Linked DNA regions of Sus scrofa: all the other regions are linked to region 4. A link is a contact called in public HiChIP or PLAC-seq data. All regions are on one chromosome and are shown on one strand. Each heading gives the region's core, a stretch centred on a gene start, on an enhancer-like site or on the middle of the called end of the contact. The rest is flanking DNA. Distances are from core to core; before and after follow the strand shown. Region 1 holds the start of SSB (lupus La protein). Region 2 holds the start of METTL5 (methyltransferase-like protein 5). Region 3 holds the start of UBR3 (E3 ubiquitin-protein ligase UBR3). Region 4 holds the start of PPIG (peptidyl-prolyl cis-trans isomerase G).

The links. HiChIP or PLAC-seq counts read pairs in DNA pulled down with a chosen protein or histone mark.
Region 1: an H3K27ac HiChIP or PLAC-seq map of alveolar macrophages shows a contact between it and region 4. The contact joins the promoter of SSB here to the promoter of PPIG in region 4. A contact is called at or near these places in 1 of 5 promoter capture datasets (liver), 6 of 47 Hi-C or Micro-C datasets (alveolar macrophages, epiblast stem cells, fetal skeletal muscle and 2 more) and 2 of 2 datasets of contacts at active chromatin or transcription factors (alveolar macrophages and skeletal muscle).
Region 2: an H3K27ac HiChIP or PLAC-seq map of alveolar macrophages shows a contact between it and region 4. The contact joins the promoter of METTL5 here to the promoter of PPIG in region 4. A contact is called at or near these places in 6 of 47 Hi-C or Micro-C datasets (alveolar macrophages, epiblast stem cells, fetal skeletal muscle and 3 more) and 1 of 2 datasets of contacts at active chromatin or transcription factors (alveolar macrophages).
Region 3: a contact with region 4 is called in an H3K27ac HiChIP or PLAC-seq map of alveolar macrophages. The contact joins the promoter of UBR3 here to the promoter of PPIG in region 4. A contact is called at or near these places in 2 of 2 datasets of contacts at active chromatin or transcription factors (alveolar macrophages and skeletal muscle).

The regions. Positions count from the first base shown.
Region 1 is chr15:76,086,485-76,092,201 of Sscrofa11.1, forward strand. It overlaps SSB (lupus La protein), which reads left to right and starts at 2,103. Exons shown (of 12, transcript XM_001924998.6): 1 at 2,103-2,252; 2 at 3,942-4,017. The coding sequence starts at 3,952.
Region 2 is chr15:76,106,453-76,111,988 of Sscrofa11.1, forward strand. It overlaps METTL5 (methyltransferase-like protein 5), which reads right to left and starts at 1,910. Exons shown (of 6, transcript XM_005671924.3): 1 at 1,474-1,910. The coding sequence starts at 1,582.
Region 3 is chr15:76,133,063-76,138,251 of Sscrofa11.1, forward strand. It overlaps UBR3 (E3 ubiquitin-protein ligase UBR3), which reads left to right and starts at 2,394. Exons shown (of 40, transcript XM_021076503.1): 1 at 2,394-2,748; 2 at 2,751-3,006. The coding sequence starts at 2,463.
Region 4 is chr15:75,938,177-75,943,906 of Sscrofa11.1, forward strand. It overlaps PPIG (peptidyl-prolyl cis-trans isomerase G), which reads left to right and starts at 2,221. Exons shown (of 14, transcript XM_021076269.1): 1 at 2,221-2,377.

The DNA.
Region 1 (5,717 bases), core at 853-3,352, 150 kb after region 4:
TCCATTAATGGCTTTCTCAGAGTTCCTGTCGTGGCTCAGTGGAAACAAATCCGACTAGGAACCATGAGGTTGCGAGTTCGATCCCTAGCCTTGCTCAGTGGATTAACGATCTGGTGTTGCCGTGAGCTGTGATGTAGGTTGCAGACGAGGCTCGGATCCTGCGTTGCTGTGGCTGTGGCCGTGGCCAGCAGCTGTAGCTCTGATTAGACCCCTAGCCTGGGAACCTCCATATGCTGTGAGTGTGGCCCTAAAAAGGACAAAAAAAAAAAAAAAAAAAAAAACAGAGACAGAGAGAAATAGTTTTCTCATTGGCTTGATACACTATCTGGACTGAATCTATTACTGCATTGTTTTACAAATAAAATCATTTGATCTGTTTTGGGACTGCCAAAAACCTTTGAGATCATTTAACAGGCTATTTCACCAATATCATTTCAAATTTTCAAGAAAACTTGGGGGAAAATAAAAGATTGCCTTACTACAAGAAAAAACTCCTTTAATGATCCAGTGTTGCCCTGAAAAAAAAAAGAAAGAAAGAAAAAACTCCTTTAAGTGACCATGATGATGATGATGCTGCTGCCACCATCGCTCAGGGCACGTGGAAGTTCTCCGGCCAGTGATCGAACTCACAAACTCATGCCACAGCTCTGCAATCACAACCTGGGATCCTTAACATGCTCCAGCCTGAGGGAACTCTTTTTTTTTTTTTTTTTTTTTGTGGCAGTCCCTGGGACATATGGAGTTCCCTGCCAGGGATCCAATCCAAGCTAGAATTGTGACCTACACAACAGTTGCAGCAACACAGGATCCTTAACCCACTGCCCTCCTGGGAGGGAACCGTCATCCCTGCGCATGGATGGAGGGAGAGGGGAGGAGGAGGAGGATGGCACATTCATCCTGTTGTGCCACAGAGGGAACTCCAACAAAAAGGAACATTTAAACTAAAATTATTGTGCAAAAAATGTACTAATAGGAAAAGTCTTTAGTAGAGGCAACAGATTTCCGAACTAGATAGCATTTTGGTCATCTAAAATGACTTTTTTTTTTTTTTTTTTTTTTTGTCTTTAGGGCCACACTCGCAGCATATGGAGGTTCCCAGGCTAGGGGTCGAATGGGAGCTGTAGCCACTGGCCTATGCCACAGCCACAGCAATGCCATATAGAAGCACATCTGTGACCTACACCACAGTTCTCCTCAACACTGCATCCTTAACTTCACTGAGCGAGGCCAGGATGGAATCTGCATCCTCATGGATACTAGTCAGAATCATTTCCACTGAGCCATGATGGGAACTACTAAAATGACAAGTTTTGTCCCCCCGCCCCCCCTTTTTAAGGCCACACCTGCTGCATATGGAAGTTCCCAGGCTAGGGGTCCAATCAGTCACAGCCACAGTAACGCTGGGTCAATCGGGTGTGCGACCTACACTCCAGCTTCGGGGAACACCAGATCCTCTAATCCACATCCTCATGGATACTTGTCGGGTTCTTAAACCATTGAGCCACAACGGGAACTCCTGTTTGTTTTAAATTAATATATGCTGCTTCTCTTACTATATGTCAGGCACAGTTCCTGGCAAGGTATATATGCTTTATCACATTTAATGCTCACAACTGTATGAGATACGTGATATTTATTATTTGCTCCATTTTACATGTGAGGGATAGAGAAGTTGAGTAAAGTGCCCAAGGTCACAGTCTGTAAACTGAAGAGCCTTTATTTGAATACAGGCAGTGTGATTTCAGAATTCCAGCTCTTGAACTCTCTATTGTTATCTCAACTCTAAAACTCCGTCTTTCCTTTTTTAAAAAATTTGTCTTTTTTTTTTTAAGGGAGAAAAATCACTGAAAATTTAAATAATTTTTAAAAGGATAGCTTCTAGGGGAAAAAAACAAACATTTTAGAAAACAGAGAGCCTAATGAAGGGCTGGAAATACAAATGCCATCCAGAAATACGTAAAAAGAAACATTTATCCTAACACCCTTCAATATCCGGCGGGACTTCCTAACCCAATCTCCTCGAACGGTGGGTGGGACTCCTGTGGCCTCGGGCCCGAGGCCCAGGCGCATGCTCAGAGCGCGGAACCGGCTCCGGCACGCCCGAAGCCCCGCCCACTCTGGCCGCAAGGGCTGCCGGGACGGCCCCCATCTTCTTTACGCGCGTCGGGCATTTGGCGGCGTTGGGAAGTCCGGACGTTGCTGTCGCTGTTAGTGACCCTGTGGCGCGGCTGTGTGGGACCGGGAACTTAAAGGTGAGCAACTCCCGGTAGCTAAGAGATGAAGGTACAAAAGGGTCTGCTTTGCGTGGCGCGCGACGGCGCGTTCCCTTTCCTTGCTGCCTCACGCTGGGTGCGTCCGCCCCTCGCCTTCCTCGCGTTCGGGGCGAGCGCCGCGTGGGCCGCAGCCGGAGGCGGCGCGCTGAGCTGGTGGCGGGGCGGCGGGGGGAGGTGCGCAGGCCATCGCGAGGTTCGTTCCTCGTAGGAGCAGGGGGAGGTTTCCCGCACTTGACTGGGGCCCAGGCGATCCAATGGTTGCTTTGGGACGCGGCGCTCGCGCGTTCTTTGGACGCGGGCTGCCCGCCTCCCCCACTGCATCTTTAAGGTTTCGTACCTCCACCGCTTTCCTGTGTCGCCGAAAGCAGATGTTCGACTGTGTAAGTTTGTGGGAAGGTTGGCGTGGGTTAAACGCCGACGGGTTTTTTGGATCATGTGATACAGACTGGAGGCCGAGGAATAGGGGCCGCAGGCGTTCCCCTGGCGTCCCTCTTGGATTTTTATGGTTCTCATTGACTCACAAAAAGGCTTCGGGGGGAAATTGGAAAGTGTGGGTAAATGTTACACTTTTAGTTGTACATTCTGGGAAGGTATCTCATGAAACGAAGTTCCAAAATTGGGTAGGCCCAAGAAGTCTTACGAGGACTAAATAGTTCTTTTATCTCACCCTTTTCTTTGTAGGGGGCCCTACATCACGGTAATAGCTTAGAAATTGTGGTCGACAAACCAGTTCATAAGATTGATCATATTTTGTAAAGAAATGTTGCACCGTATGAGATTTTCCATTGTGCATCCAGGTTGTTGCATAGCAATTATAGTATATAAAATGATGCTTCCAAGAAGTGTACCAGTCACAGTTCATCGTTAGAGTTGATCAATGGCAGATATCCTTGATGAATCCTTATAAATACACTATTGAACATTGTATTTCGATGGTTTGGTAGAGCACTAGAAGCAAGTAATTTGAAGTCAGAAGACTTTGTTATTCCTAGCAAACCAACTTCACAGTTGGTATTGTCCGGGATTTTTTTTTTCCTGCAGTGTTATTGTCGGGGATGTGAAACAGGAAACTGGCTGTAAGATTAACCAATATATTAGAAAATTAATAGGCATACTCCTAGTTTAATGTTGTATTAGTGTCCCCAGGCTCTCAAATCACCATTTAATCTAATCGTGACTGTGATGTTTGAATTCTTTTTATCTTAAAGTTTTGATGTATAATCTTGTTCATAAGTTTTTGGTAAGTCAGCTGTGACTAATTTCAAAAGAAATTCGACCCACACCAAACTAGGCTGAGATCCATGGTAATATACTGACAGATGGTGATCTGTTTAAATCTAGTAATGGTTGGTAAGTGGTTGAATGGAGTTTTTCCCCCCCAAAGCTTTCTAGATCATCTAAATGAGGATTAACCACTCACTGTGTTGTAGGAAGAAGCTGGAACAGTGATTTACTGAAAAGGGTGTAGATTATCCATAGCTTTTCCGTTTTCCATCAAAGTTTCTTTGGTTGGAATTTGAGGATTGAGTAGAAAAATTGAACCTTTGAAATGAAAAAATAGTGATTTTTAGGAAAATGTTGGGATACTAATAATTTTAAAACTTAAAAAATGGTCTTGAGTTTTATGTGAAAAATAACCTCCTTATGCCAATATGGGAAATTTTACAGATCCGCCACAATGGCTGAAAATGGTGATAATGAAAAACTGGCTGCTCTGGAGGCCAAAATCTGTCATCAAATTGAGGTATGATTGTTGTGGTATTACACTGCAAAAACAGGCTCTTTGAAAGGAAATTTAGGGCCTCAAAACAAAAACAGAGCTTTTAATTTCAGTATAGTGATCATTTGGTGAGTCGTTTATTATTGGAGTTAGAAAACATACAGTAGTATACATTTTTGTATAGATGGAGTCATTTTCTGAAACCCAAAGACAAAAACCTTTCAAAGGATAATGCTACAGACTAGTGTTACTTTTTTGTGCTTTAATTTTCTAGTCTCTAAAGTGGGAATAATAGTAGTAGTACCCTCATAAGGTGGCTGTGAGAATTATGTTAATTGGTAAAATGTAAGACACTTGAAATAGTGCCTAGCACATAATGTAAAAATTCTTTGTAAAATATCTTCCCTGTTAAATAGCATTTTATTCTTGAAGGTCCTAGTAGTATTTTCTGCCCAGTTAGTTCCTTTCAGCTGTTTAACTTTTTTAACAGAATTATCTCTTTAAAGTTCTCTTGGCATTTTTTTTGAATTTAGATGTTTTATTTAAGTTGATGCTTTACGGTATCAGTAATGGCTGTGTGGGAAATTATCCCTTAATTTATTACTGAGAAAATTCAGATTATGTTACTTGGTAGCTTTTTTTTGCAACTCTCATAACTTTTTTTATTTCTGCTGCATGTGGAAGTTGCAAGGCCAGGGATGGAACCTTTGTCACAACAGCAGTCAAAGCTGCTGCAGTGACAACGCCAGATCCTTAACCTGCTATGCCACAAGAGAACTCTGCATAATTTTTTTTAATTAAAAAAATTGTTATTTAATGGCCATACCCACGATATATGGATGGATCCTTTAGCCTGGGATCCTTTGTCAGGCCAGGGAATGAACCTACACCTCCTCTTCAGTGACCCAAGATGCTCAGTGAGATTACTAACCCACTGTGCCACAATGGGAACTCACTTTTTTTTTTTGTTTGGCCACACATGTGGCACACGGAAGTTCCCGAGCTAGGGGTTGAATTGGAGCTCAGCCATTGGCCTATGCCACAGCCACGCCAGATCCAAGCCTCATCTGTGACCTATACCACAGCTCATGGCGACACCGGATCCTTAACCCACTGAGTGAGGCCTGGGATTGAACGCGCATCCTCATGGATACTAGTCAGGTTCCACAACAGGCACTCTTTCACTTTTTTTTTTTTTTTTTTTTTTAAGTTGCAGTTCTCTGTTATTTTAAATTTTGTGTGTTACATTTTTTTTATAAAACTAATTTCTTTATAATTTTGAAGAGAAGTCACAAATTATTCTGTGTTTAATATTTAGAATAATACAAAAAAATTGGAGTTCTCACTGTAGCACAGTGGGTTAATGAGCTAGAGCTTGTCTCTGTGGAGGCTCGGGTTCTGTTACCTCCACCAGCCTGGCCTAGTGGGTTGCTGCACCTGTGCTGTAGGTTACAGCTTTAGTCCCTGGCCTAGGAACTTCCATGTGCCTTGGGTGTGGCTGAGAAGGAAAAAAAACCCCACAAAAACCAAAAAGTTAATAATATATCTTCCACAACCTGCCATCTTTCAAATGTCACTCTTGAGTGCTATTCACAAAGCCTGATGAATGGCAGCCCCTTGGTATATGGAGTTCTTGGCCCAGGGATCAGACCTGAGCCAAAGCTGTGGCAACACTGGATCTTTAACCCACTGTGCCAGGCCGTGGATCAAACCCTAGTCCCAGC
Region 2 (5,536 bases), core at 660-3,159, 170 kb after region 4:
CCTTTAGACACGTATATTCATGATCTACAGACACATATATCCTACCAATGAGACCAGAGAAGAGAACTATTGAGGAGCAGAGCAAAGCTTCTGAGATGGGAAAGATCTTTCAAATACATGAAGGTGTGGAATATGATGTAGGTTAAGCATGAATACTCCACTGCTATCTCCCTGTGGATATCTGAATTCACCAAGGGCTGCTGGGCATCACTGATGTCCCAGGATCCAGAGGTTTTATTAAAAACACAATTACAGGGATGTCTCAGGCTGTCTGTGCTGTTCTAGCGATTGCGGCAGGTATTAGTGACTTTGAAGCTAGTATTTCAAAGAATTAGCACAACCATGTGTATGTGACACACAGGGGTTTCAAACAACTGATTGTTACTTGGGGAAAAAATAAGGATTCTACTATGAAACCCTACAGCCAGAAGACATTAAGGAAATCATTATCTAAAGTGAGATAACTGGTCTTAACCCAGACACAATTTTGTGCCAATTTTTGGTTGGAATTAAAGACTATACATTGGAGTTAAGTGCAGGTATACACATTTTTTCCTTCATTTTCTTGGGGGCGGGGAGGGATTTCTCCTTGCAGATATCCACAACAAATTAATCTACCTGACTCCTCCAATGACTCTGGTAATGTTTATTTATTTTTTTCTGTTTTTGGCCACCTGCTGGCATGTGGAGTTCCCTAGCCAGGGATCAGATCCAAGCCCCAGTTGCAACCTACCCAGCAGCTGCACCACAACACCATATCCTTAACCCACTGTGCCCACTAGGGATCCAACCTACATCCCTTTGTCTCCAAAGCCACCAATGATCCCATGATCCCGTTAGGCCAAAGCTATTCCACAAAGGGAACTCCAGTAATGTTTATTAAATACAAATGTTTTTTTCTGTATTTTTATACTTCCAGTATCAATCTCTCACATCAAGCAATACTGCTGATTTTCAGATCATTTGTTAAAATTGAAATGCATCCTCATCTTTATATAGCACCTATTCTGGATTGTTAAAACTCAAGTCTTTCTGCTACCAACTGTAGTATTTATTTCTAGGGCAAGGAATCCTTGGGCTGGCAATGTGTTGCACTAGGAAATTGATCCTTATTTAGCAAATAATTTACTGAGCTCCCAAGTAGTTCAAGGAACTCTTCTAACTGGGAGTTGTGTAAACAAGACCAGCACATTTTCGCCCTCAAGGAGTTCGAAGTGTAATTAGATTAACAAATACATTAAAAAGATGTCTGACAGTGTTAAGAGGTATGCAGAAAACCAGATAATAAAACGATAGTGTCTTGTACGTGCGTGTCTTTGGCCGCGGTGTCGAGTCCTCTCTAACGCAATAAGTAATCTTAGAGCAACGTCTTTCTAGACGTTGCCGGTATCCAAATAACTGTTCTATTTTCATTACGAAATGAGCAGACAGGACTAACCCGCGAAACAAGGGCGTGAACATCAGCCGCCCTACCTGCAATGTGCGGCCTGGTTGGATACTGTTCTAGAAGTAGCTTGGGCTTTTCGAATCCATCCACTTGTTGCAGGCGACTTTCTAGTTCCTTAAGCCTTAATTTCTTCATTTTTAAAAAAACTGTGCGCTCGAAAGGTTTAACGGCGCTGGATCTGCAGAGAAACTTCACCTGGATCTTCTCCCCAACTCTGATCCCTTGCCCCTTTCGGCGCAGCTGGATGAGAGCCAGTCAGGGAACGCAAGACGCGAAAGGTGCACCAGGCCCAGGCGGTTCCCGCTCTCTTCCCAGCGCCAGCTCCAGGGTATCCCGTACGGATACAGGTGATACACCGGGCAGGAGTGAATAACTGACTGCCTTAGAGACGCGAGAGCTCCTCATGCGGTGGCCCAACACTTCCAGAGGTTGCGCTCGCCTCAGCCGGAAGTGCAGCAACGCACGCGCACACGCATGCGCACACGCACACCCGAACGCTGTAGAGCCGCCTGCTCCCGAGCTGCATCCGCGGCCCTGCGCAAGGGTTACGCCGGCCGGAAGCGCCACCTCCCCCTCCTTCGTCGGGCTGTTTGGGCCGCCGGCAGAGCTCGCCTTTTCCGCAGGCCCCGCCCCGCCGCCTGTTGCGAGGGCCTTACCTTCTCATTTTTCCTTGAGTATCTTGGAGTCCCCAAAGGAAGAGGGTTAGGAAAAGAGTGAAAGTGAGGATGAGAGTCATGGTCACTTTGTTTTAATGCCCACTGTGGCCGGCTCTGCCGCCTCTCAAGGCCCCTCTCAAAAAGTAGCAGCCCACACTCATCTTTGCAGCCTTTGCTGTTTGCATTTTCCTTCTGTTTCCCTCTTTTTAAGTCACTTGTGTCACGTACCTCAACTCTCACAAGGTGTGACGTCAGAGAAGCCCAAACAAAAGAGAATTTAAAGAATAGGAAGTTGTTGGTGTTTCCCTTGTGGCTCATCAGAAACCCAACTAGGATCCATGAGGATGGGGGTACAATCCCTGGCCTGGCTCAGTGGGTTAAAGATCCAGAGGCATTGCTGTAGCTCTGGCGTAGGGCGGCAGCTGTGGCTCTGATTCCACCCCTAGCCTGGGAACGTCCTTGTGCTGCAGGTGTGGCCACAAGCAGACCAAAAAAAAAAAAAAAAAAAAAGAGAGAGAGAGTAGGAAATGGTGTCAAACGCTGGAAAAAAAGTTAGGCTTTCACAGAGTAGGAGCAGAAGTCAAATTGTAGTGGATTGAGGACCCAAGCGTAAGCATTGCTGAAATTTGCTCTGCCTCTATCTCTATGTACAAGCTCCTAAGTCTTTGTCTTTTGAAGTAAAAGACTTTTCCTTTAGGCTTCCTGGCCTCCCCTCAGTCTCAAAAGGCTGACACAAGAGTTAATGATTAGAAAATATTGTTAGAGCTAAAACTAGTTAAAACAATCTCTGTGATATTATGCCCTGCCTTGGCCCACAAGCTTACTCTAACTGGCTTTTCACCTATGATCTCTTGCTTGCTTAACTGCTTTCTTTTACTAATGTTTATTTTCTAGAGTTATATTGCACCTAGTGTTTTATTGCACCTAGTGTTTTCTTTTGTAGTTGGAACCCTCCCTAACACCCCTCCCTGTAAGCAATAGTCTTTCCAGAGAAAAGGTCAAGGAACAATAACCCCTAAACAACCAGAAAACCATCACCGGACCATCTGATGCAGGCCTTTATGACTCTGAAATGATCTACGAAGGGAGAATAATGCAGACACCTTGATCAATAACCCTGTCTTCAGAGTTAAACCTATATTTTTAATTTTTAAATTTTTTGCTTTTTAGGGCCACGCCCTCGGGATATGCAAGTTCCCAGGCTAGGGCTCAAATCAGAGCTACAGCTGCTGGCCTATGCCACAACCACAGTAACGCTGGATTCAAGCGGAGTCTGGGACCTAAACTCCAGCTCACAGCAGTGGCAGCTCCTTAATCCGATGAGCGAGGCCAGAGATCAAACCCACAACCTCGTGGATCTTAGGTTCATTAACCACTGAGCCTTCAAGGGAACTCCCTGAGCTAAACCTGTAAAACCCCTTGCTATCCTCTCTCAAGGCAAGACACAGATTTGAGGAGTTAGCCTGCTGTGGCCTCCTTTGCTTGGCAAAGCAATGAAGCTATTCTTTCTGCTTCACCCAAACCTCTGAAACCTAGTTGGTGCAGTGTACAGAGGCTGCGTTTGGGATACGTGTCCACTGGTGTGGAATAGAAATGTTGAGACAGAGTGTGGGGTGAAGGAGAAAAAAAAAGCTTGTATTGCTTTGTCAGGCAAAGATCACAGCAGGGCACAGACTGTGCCCCACCCCCCATCACTGGGAGAGTATAGGAGGTGGTCTTAAAGTTTTGGAGTGGAAAATAAGGCCACAGGTAAGGATTAGGGTAGATGGAAGCTTGCATTCTTCAAAGCTGGTGTTTAGCAGCCCAAGGACTGGTTCTGGTGGTCTTCCTTCTCTCTCGAATGAAAAATGCTTCATCAAGTAGTTAACATCTTTCATTTGTTGAGGGGAGGGGGGTTAATTCTGAAGAACTCAAATATGGCGTTATGTATAGTCCTTGAGGGAGAACCAGGACCCTGCCCAAGGCTACACTATTTTTCCTGGACTGCTCATTTTTTGTTTCTGATCCACCCCCTTCCCTGATAAGCAGCTATTTGAATCTGCCCTTTGCAATTCTGGGAAAGTCATGGAGGCTGAATGAGGTCTATTTCCTAAAAATAAGAAATGGGGGACACAGAAAGTCTTTAGTGCCCAGGAGCCCCAGAGGGCTCTGCTTGGTTTCAAAAGTCAAAGAAGTAGAAAAAGTAAATGTGAACAATTCTTAAGAAAAGCAGCCACTAAAAGAGGGGTGAGAGTGGTTTATGTTTAGTAAGGTTGGGGGAAGCTTTTTATTTTTTAATAAATTTTTTTTTTTTCTTTTTAGGGCCCCACCTGTGGCCTATGGAAGGCTAGGGGTCAAATCAGAGCTGCAGCTGCCAGCCTGCACCACCGCCACAGCAATGCCAGATCCAAGCTTCCTCTGCAACCTACACCACAGCTCACAGCAACACTGGATCCTTAACCTGCTGATCAAGGCCAGGGATCAAACCCATGTCCTCATGGATACTAGATGGGTTCTTAACATGCTCTGCCACAATGGGAACTCCACTTCTTATTTTTTAATTGATAGGAGGATTCGTAGACTTACCTAAATTCAGACAGAGTAGAGGTAGTAGAAAGGCAGGAGTTTAAAACGCAAGGAAAAGGATATCAGGTGGAGTTAGGATCATAAGAAGGAAGGATTCAGTGTTTCAAGTGAAAGGACTTGCCCTTAATTTGGGGAATGGATCCTTCTTTTCATTATGAAAGGAAGATGAATAGGAGTGGATGGATGAGGATGAAGTAGAGAAGTGGTGTCTGAGGCTGCTCCTTCCTATGAAGAGTAGAATTCAAAGTTATCTGTTATGAGGATTAAATGAGTTCACACAAGTAAAGTTCTTAGCACGTAAAGTAAGTACATAAAGTTCTTTGTCATATAACAAATGCAGATACTTGGTGGCAGTGATGGTGGTGGTATCTATTGAGAGGGAAGAGCTAGAATAAGTAGTTTGAGCTGAATGGATCATCCAGACTAGCTGGATATAGGGAAGGACAATTGACCCAGCTTAGCTAAAGGTGTTTTTTTTTCCCCTATTTTTTTTTAAGTTTTCATTTAATAACTAGTAGATTCATATGGAATCATAAAAAAAGCACATAGAAATCCTGTTTATCTTTTACTCAGTTTCCCCTAGCAATAACATTGTGCCAAACTGTAGTACAGTATCACAACCAGGATATTGACAGATAGTCAAGAGACAGCATTTCTGGGAGTTGCCTGGTGGATCAGCTGGTTAAGGATCTGGCATTGTCATTGCTGTGTCTTGGGTTGCTGCTGTGGCTCAGGTTTGATCCCTGACCCAGAAACTTATGCATGACAGTGAATATGGCCAAAAAAAGGAGGGGGAGACAGCATTTCCATCACCAGGAAGGTCCTTTCCTTTGCACTTTGGTAGCCACACCCACTTCATGCTGCCCCC
Region 3 (5,189 bases), core at 1,144-3,643, 200 kb after region 4:
GAAGCGGAGCACACACCCTGTTTTTCTTCACAGGAAAGCAATCCTGGACAGATATCAGCACACTTCCCCAACTGTCTGAAACCATAGACACTGATTAGTGAACACACACTAGTTCTAATGTTCCTAGATTTCATTTGGTTTACAACTTGGTGATTCATAAAGGGAATTATTGAGCATTTTTTGAATTATTTACCGCTGTTAAGTGATGATTGTGAAATGCTTTATTAATGTAGGATCAGGACATGTGAAATAGTACGTATTAGTTATGCTAGATTCATTTATATCACTGGTTATGGATTGGAAATACTATTACTCTAATTTCTTGGATTGCTTCTCCTACAGCTGTTTTCTTTTTTTGGCCATACCCCAAGGCATTTGGAAGTTCAAGGGTCAGGGGTGGAACCTGAGCCACAGCAATGACAACACTCAGTCCCAAATTGCTAGGCCACAAGGGAACTCCAGCTTTTTTCATTTTTGGTTGTTCTTGTCATGTGTTACTAAGTTACTTTTAATAATACATCCAGCTCTCTGGAGGTGAGCTACAGGAACTTAATATGCTGCAGATTTTTAGTTCTGGAAGGATCATCAGTGATGATCTCTTTTAAGATTCAGATTTTGCTAGATACGGCAGTGTAACCTCTGGAGACTTTGATTCCCTGGGTCTGAGATGGGCCCCAGAATGTGTTTTTGTGAGTAAAACTTCAGCTGATTCTTAGGGTCAGGCAAGTTTGGGAAGCATTGATGTGGTAGAAAGAGCAGAGCTTTGGACTCAGATGGATCTGCATTTCAGTCACCTCTCATTTGTCAGTTGTGTCTTTTTGGGACACATAAATTACCTCCTTATGTTTTAGTTTCCTTACTTTATAGAATTATTGAGAGGGTTGTTACCCATAGAAAGAATGAGGCACACAGGAAATATGCATCAAACATTATCTACTGTAATTATGTTCCATTTAACAACAATAATCAAATATTTGAACACTTATGGGCAATGATGAAGAAAATTCATTCTTTGCCCTTAAGAAATTTATCAATGCTGTGGGGATGAAGTTTTTCACAGTGCTGGCAATAGGCTATATCATCAAAAAAGTTCAGAGCTATTTTTTTTTTTGAAGAAGGGAAATTAAATGGGCAGACATTGCTAGAACAGGGGTGTGGGGTGACTGTACGGAGTGGAATTAGGAACAATAAAGAGCAAAAGCAGAAAAGCATAAAGCATCTTCAGAAAACATAAAACAGCCCCATTAGTCTCATTCAAATGGCAAACTTGGAGTAGAATCAAAAGATAATGATAGAAAGTTAGGTTGGGATACCTGTGACTGTAGTGGACTTTAAAAGAAGATTCAAGGAGTTCCCTTTTGTTTCCACTAAAGAGTTTGAACAGGAGAGTGATGGTAATAATGTACCTTAATCCTCTAAAAAATGTATGTTAGAAGATTAAACTGGAGGAGTTCCCCGTTGTGGCTCAGTGGTTAACGAATCCGACTAGGAACCATGACGTTTTGGTTCCATCCTTGACCTTGCTCGGTGGGTTAATGATTCGCGTTGCGGTGAGCTGTGGTGTAGGTTGCAGTCACGCTCAGATCCCGCGTTGCTGTGGCTCTGGCGTAGGCCAGCGGCTACAGCTGCGATTAAACCACTAGCCTGGGAACCTCCATATGCTGCCCCAGCGGACCTAGCAAAGACAAAAAAAAAAAAAAAAAAAAAAGATTAAACTGGAAATAGTGTTAAGGGTAAGAATTGATTCGGGGGAAACGAGGTCCTACTGTATAGCACAGGCGACTATATCCAATCTCCTGGGATAGACCATGATGGAAAATAATATATATATATATACACACATACCCACATGCATGTGTGTAAATATATACAATATATATTCATACACACACACACACACACACACACATATACGACTGAGTCGCTTTGCTGTTCAGCAGAAATTGGCACACTGTAAATCAGCTTTAATAAAAAAAGAGAATTGATTCAAGGGGAACCATTAGGAGGTTTTTTCAATAATAATTGTAATTCAATAGCAATTAAGGATTTGATAAGTGGTAATCTACATCTTAAAACGAAATGTAGATGTAGTATCTGAAAGATACTGTCTATAATGTCTATAGTCCAGGTAAATAAAGGAAAAATTATCCCCATTACAGATTTTCCACATTGCCCGCATTAAATTTTTTTTAAGTCGTGTCCCTTATTTTAGCGGCTCTCAACGATAAGCTGAGAGCCAAGAGGTTGGAGGAAGACACAGGACGACCACCCCAGGCGAAAAGGTCGGGAAGCTGGCACCCGGCGGGAGGGGGCGTGTGCAGGGGCGGGGACGCAGGCGTAGGTGCGCAGAAGCCCCGGGGTATCGCGAGAGTTGGGCGGGCCGAGCAGTCGCAGCAGTCAATTCCCCCACCCTCCCCAGAGGAGCCGCCGGCCCTGGACTCTCCAAATTCTGAGCTCTCATCATGGCGGCGGCGGCCGCGGCGGCCGTCGGGGGGCCGCAGTCATCCCAACCTGAGGTGCCCGCACAGGGGCTGGCCCTGGACAAGGCGGCCACCGCCGCGCACCTGAAGGCGGCCCTCAGCCGGCCGGACAACCGGGCAGGTGCTGAGGAGCTGCAGGCACTGCTGGAGCGGGTGCTGAGCGCCGAGCGGCCACTGGCAGCGGCTGCGGACGGCGAGGAGGCGGCAGCGGCCAGCGGCGGGGGCGGTCCGGGGGCGGCCGAGGAGGAGGCCCTGGAGTGGTGTAAGTGCCTTTGGCTGGAGGCGGAGGCTACGACGAGTTCTGCGCGGCAGTGCGGGCCTACGACCCCGCGGCGCTCTGCGGCCTGGTCTGGACAGCCAACTTCGTGGCCTACCGCTGCCGGACGTGCGGCATCTCCCCTTGCATGTCGCTGTGCGCCGAGTGCTTCCACCAGGGTGACCACACCGGACACGACTTCAACATGTTCCGCAGCCAGGCCGGGGGTGCCTGTGACTGTGGGGACAGCAACGTGATGCGGGAGAGTGGGTGAGTGGAGACCTCCCCCCGGCGGGGGGCAGCGCTGGAGGCCCAGGCCGAGGTTTGGGGAGGCCTTGGAAAGGGGGAGCTCGGAGCCGACCCTGAGCTGTCAAGGGAGAGGAGTTGGGAAGGGTGCAGCTACACGGGGATGGCGATGACTGAGCTGTCAGCGGTGCAAAGGGGATGGGGTAGGGGTAGAGCGGAGAGCATGTTTAGAGAAGGAGGCTGTGAATTTTCGGGGAAGCCGAGGCGAGTGAGTGAGTGAGTGCGAGAAAAGAGACAGTGCGTGGGATGGGAGGGGAGAGAGGAGGAAATAGTACTTGGGGAATCTGATGTCGAGCTGTCATTGTGTACTAGTTGGGCAAGGCTTTAAAGCTGCCTGCTTCTTGGGAAGAACTTGATGATGTGATTTGGATTGGCTGGGAAGGGGATGATATTGGGGCTCAAATTGGGTCGCAAAATGATGAGAGTCGGGGAGGTGGCCTTGCAGCTGCAGGGGAGGACAGCTTGTGCAAAGGGACTTCTGAACTGTCAGTGTGTCAGTAAGGAGCTCTTGAGCTGATGGGGGTTGAGGGAGGAGGGAAGGGGAGGGGCATGCATGAAAAGTGACTGTTGAGCTGTCAGTGGAGTATTTGGTGTGCTGGAATGACATCTAGAAATGAGCTACTGAGCGAGCAGTTATAGAATACCCTCCATACCAGAAGAGCAAACAAAACACCAAGCGAGCTAGGAATCAAGTGTTAGGTCTTCTCCAGTTAAAAGGGCACTTTATTCACTAACTAATATGTGAACCTCTGTCTAAAAGGAAACACCAACAAATGCTTTTTCGATAGAAGTGATGTACTAGAGTGTTTGGATTTAGGACAAAAGATATTTCAGAGATTGCAGTGAGTTAAAGAGTTGGTACATGTTGTGTCTTAGCTTAGGATGTAGTGCTGGGGGAAGTCCTGGGAAAAGAAGAAACTTAGTCCAAGAGAGGAGATTTTGGCTGGGCATTCATTCAGTAGTTGAAAGAATGTTAGCAAATCCAGTCATTCAAGTTTTTCAATTTTCAGGTCTTATAATTAACAATAGAGTATAATCCCTATAGAAATGGTCACTATTTTCTTTGGAGTATTTGTAGGTTACTGTTTCTCCATAAGGTTTGTATGTTTGTATCTACTAGGTACAAGCAAGGCTCCCAGAGTATTACAGATGAACAAGACATTGACCTACCCCTTAAGCTGCTTACGCTAGAGTAGAAAATGATAAATTCCTTAAATAGTCTGGGAGTTAGAGGAGCCTTCTGTGCAGAGGGAGTAAGAAAAAAGCTTCAGAAAGAAGGTATATTGAGCTTGCTAATAATGATAATATTTATAATACTGCTGTTGCTAACAACAATAATAATAATTGCAGTTAACATTTTTGAGCTTAAAGTGTATGCCTGACACTTAAAAATGCTTTAAAAATTGAATAATTGAATAGGTAAAATATTTATGTAGTTAAAAAAGGAAAACAATAAAATAAAAAGATGCACAGTTTGAAATTTCACTCTCATCCTGTCTCCCATCTGCCCAGTTTCTTCCCATTAGTTTCTCAGTGCAAAAACAAACAAGGATGAATATGTGTTTTGATTTTTCAGTCTCCTTTTATGCAAAAGGTAACATTACATGCACTGTTCTATACATCTTTCAGTTTTCACTTATTTAATGGGTCTTTCCATGTCAATAAATCAGTGTATTCTGTTTAGTTAAAAGTAACTTATTTGGAGTGTAGTTGATTTATAATGTTGTATTAGTTTCAGTGTATGGCAGAGTGAATCAGTCATACCTATAAATATATCCATTCTTTTTTCCCTTATAGGTTATTACAAACTATTGAGTAGATTTTCCTGTGCTATATATAGTAGGTTCTCATTAATTAGTGTACTCGACTTAAAAAAAACTGCATAGTGTTCCACATCATGAATTTGCCATTTTTTATTTAATCATCACTTTTGATGGACATTTGGGCTTCAGTCTGAAATAAACTGGTATACCTGTCTTTTCCCACCTGTGCAAGAATATCAATGGGCTAAATTCTCTAAGTGGAACTTACAGATTGCCCCCCATAAGGGTTAGTAGCAAGCATAGCATGTGACTCCTTGCATTCTGACAGCCTCATCAACAGAGTGCTATTAAAACTTTGAAATTTTTTTAGTTGAATATTTTTAT
Region 4 (5,730 bases), core at 971-3,470:
TAAAATAATTCTTGGAGTTTCTGCTGTGGCACAACAGATTAAGGATCCTGTGGTTTTTTCCTGCCAGCTCAGTGCTTAAGGATCTAGCATTACTGCAGCTGTGGCAATAGGTCACAGCTGCAACTCAGATTCAATCCCTAGCCTGGGAATTTCCATATGCTTCAGGTACAACCCCCAAAAAAACCCCCAAAAATTCTTCAGTGACTTCATATATAAGTCTATTTCTATAGGCAAATGGTAGTATATCCTAGGACAAGATATAGTAACGTTTTCTTTGCGCACCTCAAAATGTTAACTATAGTATAATGATCTGTAATATATCCTCAAAAATGTCTCTGGCTGAATAAACGAGAAAGAGGGAAAATACACCAATGTCACAGCAATGTCACTCCCACATTACCTCTACCAGTAAGTAGAAATCTAAAAATGTGTATATCATAGTTAAATGAAAATATATTCTGAAGGAAAATGAACAAAAATTAAACAAACCAATCCCAAAGAAATCTTCTTAACATAATCCTTATAATAAATCAGATCTCCCCCCTCCCTTGGCCATGCCCGCAGCACATGGAAGCTCCCTAGCCAGGGATCAAACCTTAGCCACAGTAGCAACCCCAGCCACTGCAGTGACAATGCCAGATCCTTAACATGCTGTGCCACAAGGGAACTCCTAAATCAGATCTTTTAAGGTATTGTAGAATTGCCCTCCTCACTGCAAAGTGTAAAACCACACAACATACAAAGAGTATGTTGTTGCTCTCCTACAACGAAGGCAATGGCTTAAAAGTGGCAGGGGCTGTCCTCTCAGTTTTATAGTTACGTAAAATTGATCGGGACCCTTAAGTGTACACCTGCCAAGCTGTTGTTGGTAATTACTAATTTACCTAACGAAAATGAGTGAAAATTTTAAGCGATTATAACTTATGTTCTTTTCATACAATAATACAATCTAAGACTTCTTAGGGTGGTTCCTTTAAAAGACACCCACCTTCTATCTCCAGATTGCCAGACTGGATTGCCCGATTGATTGCCTTGATTGCCGATGACTTCACCAAAAAGCAGGGGGAATTAATTCTAACATAATCTAGAGATTCTTAATCTCTTAAAACGTTAAATAACAGTAGGTGTCCTACTTCCCCTAAAGAACATTGGATTTGGAGTCAGACGTGCTTTGGTATTTAAGAACGGTGTACCAGGGAGGGAGGCACTTATCCTCACTGAACTTCAATTTCTTTACCCACTAAAACAATGATAAACTATATATAGGGACTGCAGGTTGGATCCCTGGTCTCATTCAGTGGGGTAAGGATCCGGTGCTGCCACTTGCTGCACAGGTCACAAACGTGGCTCCAACCCTATATTGTGGTGGCTGTGGCAGAGGCCTCAGCTACAGATGCCATTCGACCTTTGGCTTGGGAACTTCCATATGCAGCAAACAAAAACAACAACAAAACAATAACAAAGAGGTCCAATGCCCTTTGTAATTTTCTTCTTTCCTCATGTAGTGTTTTGTTCACTTCCGTGTTTTTTTTTCCCCCTTTTTGGCCACACCCCCGAACGCAGAAGTTCCTTGGCCAGGGGCGGAACCTGGTCCACAGCAGCAACTCAAGCGCAGCAGTGACCATGCCAGGTCCTTAACCTGCAGAGCCACAGAGGAACTCCTCACTTTTTCTTTTCGTTTGTTTGTTTTCTTTTTAGGGCCTCAGTGCCACATGTGGAAGTTCTCAGGCTAGGGGTCAAATGTGAGCTACAGCTGCCGGCCTAGAACACAGCCACAGCAAAGTGCCAGATCCTAGACACACCTGCGACCTACACAGCAGGTATTGGCAACTCCCCATCCTTAACCCAGTGAGCGCAGCCAGGGATAGAACCCGCATCCTCATGGATGCTAGTGGGGTTCTTTTCTGCTGAGCCACAGCGGGAACTCCCAGTTCTGTTTTTTAAGACTTGTGTCATAGCCATTAACTGGAAGCTGACCTGGAAGCTTCTAGGGTCTCCTTCCCATACCCTGGCAGAGGATCAATAAATGTTAATTAAAAGAGGCACTTCATTTCACCAACGAGGTGAACAATGATTGGTTACAAACATTCCCAGTCAGCTTACAAATAAAGCTTTAAGCTACCGATACACCAGGAATTTAACAAGCACCAAAATCCAAGAACTCTAGGGAGGGGGAGGTGACGCAGGCAAGGGATCACCAGGAGACGCGGTCCGCCGAGCCATGACGTACTTCCGGCGCGACGCTTTCCCTCCACGCCGGGACTAGGTGGTGGGGGGAGGGAGGCGGTTAGTGGGCTTTAGCGCCTTTTCTGGAGGCGGTAGATTTGAAGCGCTTTAAAGAACCTGACCCCGGGAAGAGGAGACCATACTGGTGCAAGTAGGTGGCTGCGGGCCCATATTGTTTCGGTGGCGTCCTTTGCAGCAGTTCTGGCGTACGAGAGCGGGAAGGGCCCGAGGAGGGGCGGAGCCGCCGCGGTAGGCCCGGGTGGATTTAACTGTCTTCCCCTCGAGGTATCGGGGCTGCCAGGCTCCAGCAGAAGCCCTTAAGGACTGTGGCGGGGGCTTTGCAGCTGTTGGGGCTGGAGGAGGTTTCCAGCCGCGCCTCTAGGGCCTGGAAAACGGCCCTCCTCCTGCCAGCCCCCGCCCTCTCGGCTCGGGCTCACACCTCCCTCCCTGACGCATTTTGCCGCACAAGCTATAATATGGCGGCAGCGACGGCGGCCTGAACTCTAGGGAGCCAGGGTGATTTTGATGCTTCATAATCGTAAGACTAAGCACGGATGCGGGGTAGGAGGGAGGATAGGTGGGGAAGCGGGAGGCGTTACCTGCCATCTTGTCAGATTAGGGTTGGAGAGTGGCAGGCGAGGAGCCTGGATCACAGGGGTTAAGATTAGACTGAAGACAGGCTTTTCCCCTACTCCGACCTTTTCCTCTCACAGCGGCTATCCTGCGTGGTGAAGTAGCACAGGCCACTTAGTTAAGCATTCTCCTGTTTCTCAAATCCAGGATGTTCCCTTCTCATCCCAGAGCTGACTCCAAGTTCTCCCACGTTTCTGAGGAGCTGTGAGCAGCGCAGGCCTTTCAGGCGATAATTACTCTTTAGGAGGAAAGCGATGGCTTAGAAGCTCCATATGCCTTGGAGGAAGTGTGAGAATTTGGCTCATCTTTAGTCTTTTAATGTGCTTAATCGAGGTCTGCGGGAATGGAGAACTTTCGGTCATTTTGGAAATGTAATAGAAGCACCATTTTGTGCAGTGATTTCAATTTCTTCCTATAACAATACTTTATGCAGGGCCAAGTTTTAGCAATAGTGATCATAAATAAGTCCAAGGAACAATTTAATGTTGTGGAAATTAGGCTGTTGTTAATTTTCAGTAGCTAAAACCGGATAGAAAAGTATGTGAGTGTGTCTGTTTTATTACCATTTGGCAAAGAAGGGCCAGTAGTTTCCCGGTTTGTAACGATGAAGAGGGGGTGTGTAAAACATTTTTTAAATGGAGGCGTAAAGGTACAGATATCTAGAATGGCTGTTTCTCTCATTCGTATTTTTTGTGTATCTGAAAATTTCTCCGTTTAATCTCCCCCCCTTTAAAAATTGTTAACCCTTTGAGATGAGATTATTCCTATGAAAAAATTAACGTACTTCTGCTTTAAACAGAGCTCATTTTACATTGTTTAACGTTTTATGATTCAGGATTATTGATACTCTAAGGTCTTAATGGGCCTTGTAGTAGGAGGCTGTGGTTTTTTTTTTAATTTTGTTTACTTTTTCAAGTTTTTGTATTTACAGGCTATTGTCAGTTGCCTTCCTCTGCTGTCAGGAGTATGCAGACTTACTAGGTTAGAAACTTTGGATTTGTTTCTGGCGCAGCTGTCTTTCTGAACTTCATTTTTTTTTTTTTTTCCTTTCATGTATGAAATGATACTTTGATTTCAGACTATCATCAGCTGTGGGCTTCAAAAATAAATATTCAAGTTTGTTAAAATTCTGTGTAAAATAAGTTTTCAGTAAGAACTCAGCTGAGTGAAGTGAAGAGCATACATTACATTTATTGTGACTTATTAAAGGCCTTTCGTTTTTGGTGCTTGTTGCAGTATTGGTGGCCTCTAAGTAAAGTCTTTGTGCTTTTGATATTTTGCATATTTTAAATTAGATTTTCTGCCAGGCAGCATCCATTCTTTATGCAGAGGGAAACTGGTAGCCATTCATAGTAGGATGAAATAGTTCTATTAGTTATCAGGACACCGTCTGCAATGCTTCAAGTGTTGCTCTTTTTCTTTAAGAAATACATGTTGATGTTTTCCCTTATTTTTTACTTATAGGATATTTCATTAGAATTATATTACCTATTTTCTGTATCCTTATGTACTAAGGTATCTTGTTATATGTAGTTAGAATCCATATATAATTAATTAAAGTGATTTGAAGAGTTCGTTGCAAATCTCTCTGCTAGAGAGTGATATTGCTCTTTTTTTATTTTCTTTGTCTTTATTATTAGCACCAAGCTTTATTTTCATTTAAGTGTCAATGGTTTGACCTGTTTTAATGCATATGTGGTCTTCATAAGAGCTCGGTGTATTTTTATTTCTATAGGGCAGATCTTGCATCTTGAAGTTTACTACTGACAGTATTATAAATACTCAGACAACTCCTGTAGCTGGGACTTTGTACTTTTACTGCCAGACAGGAAATCTTTTGCACTATGTTTCAGTTTTAGTGGTGGCTTAAAATGACCACCAGCTTGTTCTCAAAATTTAACTATAGCCTACTTATAAATATAGGTATCAATTTTTGATATTAATTTTTTTTTTTGGTCATGCCCACTGCTTTTGGTAGTTCCAAGTGACATCGCCAAGTCTTTAACCTCTGTGCCACCAGGGGACTCTAAAATGGTTATTTTAAAAACAGGAACAGGGAGTTCCTGTTATGGCACAGTGGTTAACGAATCTGACTAGGAACCATGAGGTTGAGGGTTCGATCCCTGCCCTTGCTCAGTGGGTTAAGGATCCAGCGTTGCTGTGAGCTGTGGTGTAGGTTGCAGACTCGGCTCGGATCCCAAGCTGCTGTGGCTCTGGCGTAGGCTGGCGGCTGCAGCTCCAATTGGACCCCTGGCCTGGGAACCTCCATATGCTGCGGGAGCGACCCAAGAAATAGCAAAAAGACCAAATAAAATAAAATAAAATAAAAACAGGAACAGTTCTCTACCTTGTTGATTTTTAAATTGCACAACGCCTATTTGTTTATGTATTAAGTCACATTTATTAAGCTATGTATTAATTGTGCTTAAGTTTTAGTTTAAAATTTATTCATAATTAAATCATTGTGTTACTGTCATAAGGTGGAAAATTATGTAAGCCATTATTGGAATATTTGTTAATAAGCTAATTTCTCCGGTGAAGCTGTAGTCTTAACCAGAAAACTCTTGCTTTTTTCCACTTGTGACTTGGAGGCAGTCACTTCAGTTCTCTAGTCCTCTTGTTCTCAGCCTATAAAATCAGAAGATTGGACCAGATTATCTGTTTGCTTCAAACCTCAAAGGTTCTTTTTTTTTTTTTTTTTTTTTTCCCCCTTTTCTAGGGCCGCTCCCGAGGCATAGTGAGGTTCCCAGACTAGGGGTCTAATCGGAGCTGCAGCCGCCGGCCTATGCCAGAACCACAGCAGCGTGGGATCTGAGCTGTGTCTGCAACCTACACCACAGCTCAGTGCTGGATCCTTAACCCACTGAGCAA